2 separate regions of the Oryctolagus cuniculus genome follow, and region 1 is linked to region 2. A link is a contact called in public Micro-C data. All regions are on one chromosome and are shown on one strand. The core of a region is the stretch at or near the end of the contact, and the rest is flanking DNA. Distances in the headings are between cores, read along the strand shown.

Evidence for each region. A called contact is a pair of places that touch in the nucleus more often than the background predicts.
Region 1: a contact with region 2 is called in a Micro-C map of ear pinna, with 3 times the contacts expected there. The contact joins the enhancer-like site here to the promoter of DLG1 in region 2. A contact is called at or near these places in 3 of 6 Hi-C or Micro-C datasets (ear pinna, embryonic fibroblasts and skin fibroblasts).

What each region holds. Positions count from the first base shown.
Region 1 is chr4:83,818,479-83,823,636 of mOryCun1.1, forward strand. No RefSeq gene overlaps it. Among named protein-coding and RNA genes, the nearest start is that of DLG1, 59 kb to the left of the region's middle. Within about 2 kb of position 1,578, at least 4 of the 8 cell types and tissues checked have an H3K27ac peak or open chromatin away from gene starts, as enhancers often do. A contact at or near this core is called in ear pinna, where this site is marked.
Region 2 is chr4:83,760,876-83,765,543 of mOryCun1.1, forward strand. It overlaps DLG1 (discs large MAGUK scaffold protein 1), which reads right to left and starts at 1,491. Exons shown (of 26, transcript XM_070072340.1): 1 at 936-1,491.

The DNA of each region.
Region 1 (5,158 bases), core at 328-2,827, 58 kb after region 2:
TGTATTTTGGCACCAATTTTCTCCAGCCCTTTCTCAGATCTCGGGCCCAGAGGAGCATCTGTGAGCCAGGGGTCCAGCGTGGAGGGCTGGGTGGCTGGCAGGCACCTGCATGCTGGCTCTGGCCCAGAGCGTCAGGATGGGGGAAGGGAAGGCTGGAAGGCATTATCTAGGAAGCTTTTGGCCACGTCCTTGTCAGAGCCACAAACACATAACGTACCTTTGTCTGGAGGATTAGAAAATCCCCCACTCCCACCCCACAGTGTGGCCACAGCTCATTTTGACTTGATAAGTGGAGGAGTTCTGGATTTTAGCTCCCATTCTCTCCCTCTTGTGCAGTGGATAACCTGCACAACTGTGCTCCGTGCCCCTTTCCTTGAAACTCCTGCCCCCTGCAAAATGTACCCTCTGTGAGCTACGAGCTCACGACTGGACCTAGAGGAGAACTGGATCAATTCATGAACTTGAATGGGAGGCTCCGAGAACTGCTTCATCTCAGAAATCAGCCAACTGGAAGACAAAGCCACACCGAGCCGGTGTCTAATATGAAGACTGATGTCTCAGCTTCTCCTGCTTTCCCCAGGGCTGCAGAGTACAGGGGAGGCTGAGGACAGCGGGAGATGTTCCAGCAACAAACTCCCTGCTGCCTTTTTCCCTCACCAGTCCATTAAATGCACTTACTCCCTTGCTTGCACTTAAATACTTCCGTGTTAAATTGTTTTTATTTCTGCAGATGTTTAATGTCTGCCTTCAATATCTGTCCTGATTTCGTTCGTGGCTGTGATTCCAAGCTCCCAGCAACTGGACGGTGCACAGTGCACCAGGTGAGTGATCTCGCTCGGCAAAATGCCTGGCACGTTGCCCCGTGGTGTCTTCCGATGATGACGATGATGGGGAGGTTCCACCTCCTTACCTTAGCAGCCCAGACCCTCCAGCTTCTGGTCCCCCAGCCCACTCCCCTTTCTGCCTCCCCTCCCTCCGTTTCGACATTTGATACATCAGCCAAGCTGACCCATGGCCATCCTACCTCCATGTCTTCTCTCAACCTGTTTCTTCTGTCTGCCCAGCCCTTTCTCCTATCCCTGGGTCTCCTCACCCACCCCAGCGTGGGAAGGTCGATTCTAATTCTCTTCCTTGTGCAGAAGTGGTCTTGTGTCCGTGCTCTCCCATCATGCTCCACTTCAACCTGTGTGGATCAAATTATGCCTGATGTCTGTTGGGTCTCTGCTCTCTGAGGCCATGCCTGCCTCCTCTGCTAAGCAGAGGCTTTGTCTCACGTCCTCACCTCTGCAGGAGTCACCCAGGCCCAGGTGCTTGGTATTCAGCCCCGTGCCCTGGACAAGTCTGTAACCTCCGGGGCCCATGGTGGCTCTGAGGCTGTGAGCTGCTGCTTGCTAAACGTGCACCCACTGAATAAAAGGTTAGGAAGAGGTCAGACTCCACCAGAAGAGGGAGCGTTCCGAGGGGCTTGTTAATTATAGAAGCCTTAAGTTCTTGGATTGCCAAGAAGTTGGAAATAGAAGCCAGTTAGGCCCATGCACCAGACTTGTCTCTTCCTGTGAATGGGGATGGCATTAAGTGACTCAGAGCGTAGCTGGCACAAAGACACAATCTCTGTTCTTCAGAGCTGGCACAGAGGGCTTCTCCAGCAGTTTCGCTTTCTCCCCTCAAAAAGCCAACGCGTGGTCCACGACACCCACGCCATGGCGGCCTGGGGTGCCCTAGCTGCCGAAATCCAGGCTCTCTCTGTGGCAAGGTCTGGACGGCATGGACGGGGCTGACCCCTTCTCCCCGCCCCATCAAAGGAGCTGCCTATGTAGCGCTGGAGCCCCTAAACCAACTCCTATTTTTGGCAGTAATTATCAGGCATTTGTAAGAGCCTGGGTACGCGGGCAAAGCTTTTAAAAATAGGCCTAGATGTCTGCAGATCCCTGGTGGTGACTCAGCACAGTGTACAGTAGCTGTGATTCACAGAGTGTGTGGGCACAGGGGCCTGCGGGGGAGGCTTGGCAGCTACTCGGCTCTCCCTCCTAGAACCCGGAGGGTCACAGCCTGGAGACCAGGTGCCCACGCCCCACGGCCTCCGTCTTCCGGAATGCCACTGTCACTACCACAGCCGCCAGGCTTCTCTGCCTCACAGATGTGGCCGAACATCAAGGCCAAAGGGCGTTCAGTGGAACCGCTCTGCATCTGGGATGAGGGTAGGGAGGGAGACACAGCGGGATTCTGATGGCCGGCCAGTGTGGGGCAGATGCTGATCTAATGACTGGGGGCGTGAGGGAGGGAGAGGGGTGTAGGTGAAGTGGATGGGGACTGTCCGGGCCGGCCGGCAGAGGCCCAGCTGGGCTGCCAACTCGCTGCAGGCACTCCCTCTCCGGTGGAGGGCAGGCCCGGCTCCTGGAAGCCGGGAGGGCTCAGTGGTAAGTGCACGGCCACAGAAGCAGGCCCTGTGGGCTGGCACGAAGCCCTGCCTGGCCATGGACAGGATAGGGGAGTCAGGCGGGGTAAGGGGGGAAGTGAGAGAGGGAAAAGTGAACTTGCAGCAGCCAGCAGCAGGAATGTGTGCAGAGGGACAGAGAACAGGCTGTGGTGGGACGGGGGAGGAGTCAGGTGAGGCCACACCCACGAGGTCTATCCTGATAGGACACCGGGTTTAGGAAGGGTCAGGTTATACGATTTTCACTTTTCATAGCTGGGTCAAAGACTTTAAGTCTTCAGTGTTCTCCATAAAGCACAGCAGAGCCGCCCAGAGGTTTAAGAACCAACACGCTGAGCGCATAACAGAAACCCGAGAGCCACTCCTGCCTCGCCGCCTCCTGGCCTCTGTGAGCCCCCTTCAGAGGGGCTTCTCTCCTCTGTCTCATTATACACGCAGGAGGTGGAAATAAAGTGCCCCCCCACCCCGCCTGCCTCTCCCAACGCTGACAGAACCATCAGGGGAGAACCAGAAAGCCGCTTGCACATTCCAAGGCTTGTGTCTAAAATGCTGACTCTTGGCACGAAACGTAGAGCGGAGATAATGCTGTTGAAAGCGTTCCAGCAGTATTTCGATCTGCTATAAATCTTGCAACTCCGGGGTTTCCCGTTCACCCGAGCAGGGGTCAGCGCTTCGGGGAGGGGAGCGCATACGGGATGTGGCTGAGGCTTCACCATCAAATTGAATTTTCCAGAGTCTCCAAAGTGACCCTGGGCTCAAAAGCTGGGTGCTGGGGCCGGTGCTGTGGGGTAGTGGGTTAAGCCGCTGCCTGTGACGCCAGCATCCCATATGGGCGCCTGTTGGAGTCCCAGCGGCTCTGCTTCCAATCCAGCTTCCCGTTGATCTGCCTGGGAAAACAGCAGAAGATGGCCCAAGTGCTTGGGCCCCTGCGCTCCATGCAAGTGGGAGACCTGGCTGGAGTTCCTGGCTCCCGGCTTCAGCCTGGCCCAGCATGGGCTGTTGCAGCCATTTGGGGAGTGAACCAGAAGGTGGAAGACCTCTCTTTCTTTCTCTCTGTGTCTTCCTCTATCTCTCTAATTGTGCCTTTCAAATAAATAAATCTTTTTAATAAGAACGTTTAATGGAAAATCCATATTTTTTTCTCAAAAAAAGCCAGGTGCTAAGGAGGAAGCCTGGTGGTAAAGGCCAGGAGGATCTGACCACAGAGGTTCCCGTGCGGGTGGCAGAGGGAGCAGGACAAAGCCAGCCCTTTTATTTCCAATGACTGTGAGACAAAGGGAGCCGGAGGCTGGGGGCTGGACAGTCACGGAGCAGTGTCCGGGTCTCTCCAACCAGATTCCAGTCTGAGGGGAGATGCGTTTGACAAGTTGAGGGGAGCACTTCATCCTCTCCAGGGGTCTGCCGGGACCACCTCACAGACTCCCTTTGCCGAGTGTCTGTGGCCACATAAGAAATGCAGCAGTGCACGCCAGTCTCTGTGTGCTCCTGGGGCCCGAGAAGGAACTTGGCTGCAAGTCAAGCTTCGGAGCGCTCCTCCCCGCCCCCGCTGGCTGCCTGCCCGGCACTGTAGCCAAGAGCAGGCCGCCTGGGTAAGTCTGCACCCACGGCCAGCCAGACCTCCAGGCCTTGTGGGGCCCGGAGAAGATCCTAAAGGGGCCAAGTCAGCACAGGGACACTGAGCCCTGGCTGAATCGCCTCCGACCTCATCAGCGGATCCTCCTGCCGCTGCGTGTGGCCCCGTGTGAGCCCCAGATCAGCAGTTCTTAACCGTGGCAGCCCAACCGACTCAGCTAGGGATGAATCGCAAGGTACCCAGGCACCATCCTCAAACATCTGGGTTTTCAAAAAATTATTTCCTGTGTATTTGGGAGGCAGAGAGAGAAAACAAGAAAGAGTTCTCCCATCTACTAGTTCAATCTCAAATGCCTGCAACAGGGGACAGAGGGCTCAAACAGGGGACTCAATCCAGCTCTCCCATATGGATGGCAGGGATCTAGTGACTTGAGATACCACTGCTGTCTCCCAGGGTTTGCATTAGCAGGAAGCTGGAATCAGGAGCTAGATCTGGGACTTGACCCCAGGTACTCCGATGTGGGATGTGGGTGTCTTAACCACCAGGCTAAACGCTAGCTAAGCAAGCTTCAGGTTTAGTTGGTCTGGTGTTCATAGCTTTTTTTTTTTTTAATTTGACAGGCAGAGTTAGACAGAGAGAGAGAGAGAGAGAGAGAGAGAGAGAGAAAGGTCTTCCTTCTGTTGGTTCACTCCCCAAATGGCTGCTACGGCCGGCGCTGCGCCAATCTGAAGGCAGGAGCCAGGTGTTTCTCCTGGTCTCCCATGGGGTGCAGGGCCCAAGCACTTGGGCCATCCTCCACTGCCTTCCCGGGCCACAGCAGAGAGCTGGCCTGGAAGAGGGGCAACCGGGACAGAATCCAGCGCCCATATGGGATGCCGGCGCCGCAGGCAAAGGATTAACCAAGTGAGCCACGGCACTGGCCCCTGTTCATAGCTTTTGAAAAAGCTCTCAGGCTGATAAATCAGGGCAGTGAATCGACTCCTCCAGGAATCGAAAGATCCTCCGACAGGGCAAGGATGAGGGTAAGGCAAGGGAGGCACCTGCGGGGCCGTTTCCAAAGGCACTCACGTCACAGCCACACAGGCACAGGTGGGCACCTGAGTGTACCTCCTTGGCTGGTGCGCCCCTGGCGCCTTGCTTGCCTACCTAGC
Region 2 (4,668 bases), core at 241-2,740:
CCAAACTTTCCGCCAAGATGGCGGCCTCGGAGCTGGACTGCCGCGCTGCCACGTGACCGCTTTCCCGGCGCTCGCAGCCAATGGGAAGTGAGGAGGCGGCTCGCGCCCAGCCCCGGGCTCTCAGCACTGCTACCTTAGGGTTGAGAAGGGGAGGAGGACCGGGAGGAGGCTGGGGAACGCGAAGGGGGGCCCGGGGAGCATCCCGAGTGAACCTCCTCGCTTAAAGGGGCGGCCGCCCAAGAGGCTCGGAGGACAAAGGAGTTGACACACGGACTCTACAGGTGGTCCGGGGTTGCCCCTTTACCTCGCTGCACCCCACCGTGTGCCCCGCGGTTCTGGAGGTGCAGCGTGCGGGACTGGAAAGGCTCGGGGTCTCTGAAGACGGACGCGACCCCATCTACACTGGGTCCCAAACGCACATGCCGAAACACCCCTTAACCTGACCAAACACGTGCTCCACCCAACTCCACGACCGGACAGGGCGCCTGGCGCCGCCGGGGTGCCTCCTCAACTGCGCAAACCCCACTCGGGGAGGAGCCCACGGCGCCACCCACGTTAGGGGGCGGGGTAGCCGGCGCTTGGGAGAGGAGAAAGGAGGGGTGGGGAGGGGCGGGGGTGCCCTCTCCAGGCCACCTTCCCCGTCCTACTGATTGTCTAGAAGTTATTATGCGCCCCACTTTAAAGGTTTGAGACTTTTTCATTAAAGAAGGGCATGCGCAGTAGGGAGACCGGGAAATGTGGCACGAGTTTGAGGCTTTCAATAGAGGATATTTAAGTTGAGGTCTGGGTCCCAAGTCTGAGCGCACTGAAGGGTGACGAGAGAAGGTTCCTCGTTCACTGGCTCATTCCTGCATTCATCCCCCCAAGCCTGCCGTCCCCGCCCAGCCAGCACCTCAGGCGTGGCTCAGGCTCTGGAGGCCCCTTTAAGACCTCACCTCCGCCGGCCCGGCGCCCTTCAACTTTCTCGCGCACCTCGGAGCGGAACCGCCGGCCCGCTGGAGCCCTGCGGGCGGCAGAAGGGGAGGTACTGAGCGCTCCCCAGGTCACTGCCAGGTCTTCCGCTTCTTCTGGGGAAGCGGGACCTCCCTGCGCTGAGGTCCCGAAGGAAAACTTGACCAGAGTTAGTGACAGAGCTGGAAACCGGGAGATTTCTGTCCTTTGACCGGAACACTCTTCCCGGTGAACCCGACTGCCTTCCCCTCACACTGTGGCCATTGGCTAATAACGGGGAGTCCCGGGAGCCTCGTACCGTAACCGCAGCTGCGGCTCCGCGCTGCTGACCCCTGGGTTTCACTTTCTGATGCACCTTGGAATCCTAACTGGGGAGACGCCGAACACACTAGAGATCATCCAGACCCACTCTCTCGGTCTTGATGAAGAGACTGAGCTCCACAAAGGGGAAGCAAGTTGCCCGAGGACACGCAGGCTCTTCGGTGACAGAGCAGACCAACAACTCGGGGCTTCCCTCTGCAGGCCAGGGCTCTTTCCACCAGGCTTTTGGAGAACTTGACAGCGTCGTGTTGAAATATGAGAGAAGAGGAAGGAAAGTTTGCTGTAACCCTTGATACTACTCATGATTCACATATAAAGGTGCTTCCAAAATATTAATGGAAAATAGAATTAAAACATTGTAATGCCAAAAATGATACTTGCACATTTTCATAATACCCATTTGCCATGAACTTTTTGAAGACCCTTGTTTGCATGGATTTCAAAATTGTTTACGCCAAATAAGCTTATCTTTTACTTCTGTTTTTCACAAATCTTCTGATTTTCTTAAAAACTAATTTTTATTTATTTTATTTGTTTAAAAGACGAGAGGTAGGGAGGAGTAGAGAGAGATCTCTCATCTGCTGGTTCACTCCCCAAATGCCAACACCAGCTGGGGTTAAGCCAGGCTGAAGCAGGGAGCAGTGAACTCAATCTAAGTCTCCCATGTGGTTGTCAGGGACTCAAATACATGAACCATCACCTGCTGCCCACCCGGGTGTGCATTAGCAGGACGCTGGAGTCAGGAGCAGAGCCAAGACTTGAACCCATGCACTCTGATATGGGATGGGGCTGTTCCAAGTGGGTCTTAACCACTACACCAAATGCTCTCTCTTCACAAATCTTTCAAAATACTCTCACGTGTGCGCTTGCTAGGCAATGGGGAGAGAAAGAAATGAGACACAGGATCTGTTCTCAAGGATCCACAATCTCATGGCTGATAAACAAAAGCCAGTACAACTTTCCCAGAAGCCAGAAAAGGGGTCAAAAACAAATTGTGTGAGGATGAGGAGAAAAATAGGGCATGTTATTTATCAAGTCATCTACTGTGACTACCCTGTTCAGTTGTCAGGAGTGCCCAAAAGCAGGACTGGACCTCACACTAGCCCGAACTTAGGGCCAGGAAAGGTTCTGGCCACGTGGGAAGCATCATTACTCTTTACTCTCCTTTCTATCTGTCTGAGTTATTGGTTGCCACAGAACAGATTCCCCAAAGTTGAGTAGCTTAAAACTTAGCATGGGGCCGGCACTGTGGCATAGTGGATAAAGCTAAAATCTGCAGTGCCGGCATCCCATATGGGCACCAGTTCAACTCCCAGCTGCTCCACCTCTGATCCAGCTCTCTGCTATGGCCTGGGTGAGGAGAAGATGGCTCACGTGCTTGGGCCTCTGCGCCCGTATGGGAGACCCAGAAGAAGCTCCTGGCTCCTGGCTTCAGATCGGCACAGCTCTGGCCATTGCAGCCATCTGGGGAGTGGACCAGCGGATAGAAGACTCTCTCTCTGCCTCTGCCTCTCTGTAACTCTGCCTTTCAAATAAATAAATAAAACTTTTAAAATAAATAAATAAACAAAAAGATCCTATAATGAGGGCCAGTGCCATGGCACGACAGGTTAAAGCCCCAGCCTGCAATGCCAGCATCCCATATGGGAGCCACTTCAAGTCCCAGCTGCTCTACTTCCGACCCATCTCTCTGCTATGGCCTGGGAAAGCAAGAAGATGGTCCTGGTGCTTGGGTCCCCTGTACCCGCGTGGGAGACCCAGAAGGAGCTCCTCACTTCTGGCTTCAGATCAGCCCAGCTCCAGCCTTTGCAGCCATTTGGGGGAATGAACCAGCAGATGGAAGACCTTTCTGTCTCTCCCTCTGTCTGTAACTCTACCTCTCAAATAAATAAATAAATACATCTTTAAAAAAAATTAGTAGTGTAAGGACTCCAACAGTGATAAACATCATCTCACATTTCTATGGGTCAGGAACTCAGGGGCAGCTTAAATGGGCAGTTCTGGCTCAGAGTCTTATGAGGCCAAGATGTCTACCAAGGAAGCTATCAGTCATCTGAAGGCTTCACTGGGGCTGGTCGAGGCTCCATCAACATGGCTCACTCCGGACTAGTAAGTCGATGGTGATGGCGGGAAGGAGGCCTGTTTCTTAACACAAAACCTTTCTATAAAGCCATCGTGGTGAGCTTCCCCCTGAGCAGTGATCCGAGAGGGCAAGGCAGAAGCCACCATGTCTTTCATGACTTACTCTCAGAAGCAACACTGTCTTATTGTGTTCCGGCTGCCGTAACACAACACCTTAGCCTGAGCATTTTATGAACAATAGAGATTTACTGCTCACAGTTCTGGAGGCTAGAAAATGGGAGATCAAAGCACCAGTAATTTCAGTGTCTGGCAAGAGCTCTGTTCCTCGTAGATGGTGCCGTCCTGAGGCATCTTCACACAGAAAGGGGTGAACAGGCTCCCTCAGGCCTTGTTTACCAGAGCACTATTCCTCTTCCTGATGGCTCTGCCCATAATCTAATCACTTCCCAAAGGTCCCCCAGTCTCAACACTATCACCTTGAAGGTTAAGATTTCATCATATTGATTTGGGGCAGGCAGGGGGCAGGGCACAAACCTTCAGACCATAGCACATCCCATCACTTCTATAATATCCTATTGATTACTTAGGGTAGCCTCAAGGATGTGAATACCAGAAGGTAAGAATTACTGGAGAACATCTTCGAGGCTGGCTACCATGTCATCACATCAATGAAATTGCAACATTTCAAACAACTGTCATGTCCTTAAAGTCTTCCTCATTTTATGCAGTGGAATGTATATAACTCAACATAGAATCTGATTACTTTTAAGGGCTGGCATTGTGGTGTAGTAGATAAAGCTGCCTTCCCATATAGGTGCTGGTTCATATACCTGCTACTCCACTTCTGATCCAGCTCCCTGCTAATTGCTTGGGAAAAGCAGTGGAAGATGGCCCAAGTGCTCGGGCCCCCGCCACTCATGTGGGAGACCTGGATAAAGCTCGTGGCTTCTGGCTTTGGCCCGGCCCAACATTGGCTGTTGCAGCCATCAGGGAGTGAACCAGTGGGTGGAAGATTGATTTATCTCTCTCTCTCTCTTACTCTCTGACTCTCCCTTTCTGTGTAACTCTTTCAAATAAACAAATATTTTTTAAAAAAATAGGATTACTTTTCCAGCCTTCTCATTAAACACACATACACTTGAATAAAAAAGTTACTATTATAATAAGATACTGGTGGATAAAGGTGTTCATGCAATTTTCAAACTCCAAATTAACTTTCTTTTTGAATAATGTAAGTCTTAGGAGTCAAAGGACCCCAGGGAAAGACTCAACTCCCCTCCTCATTCATTGAGATCTCAGAGATCTGATCTCGAA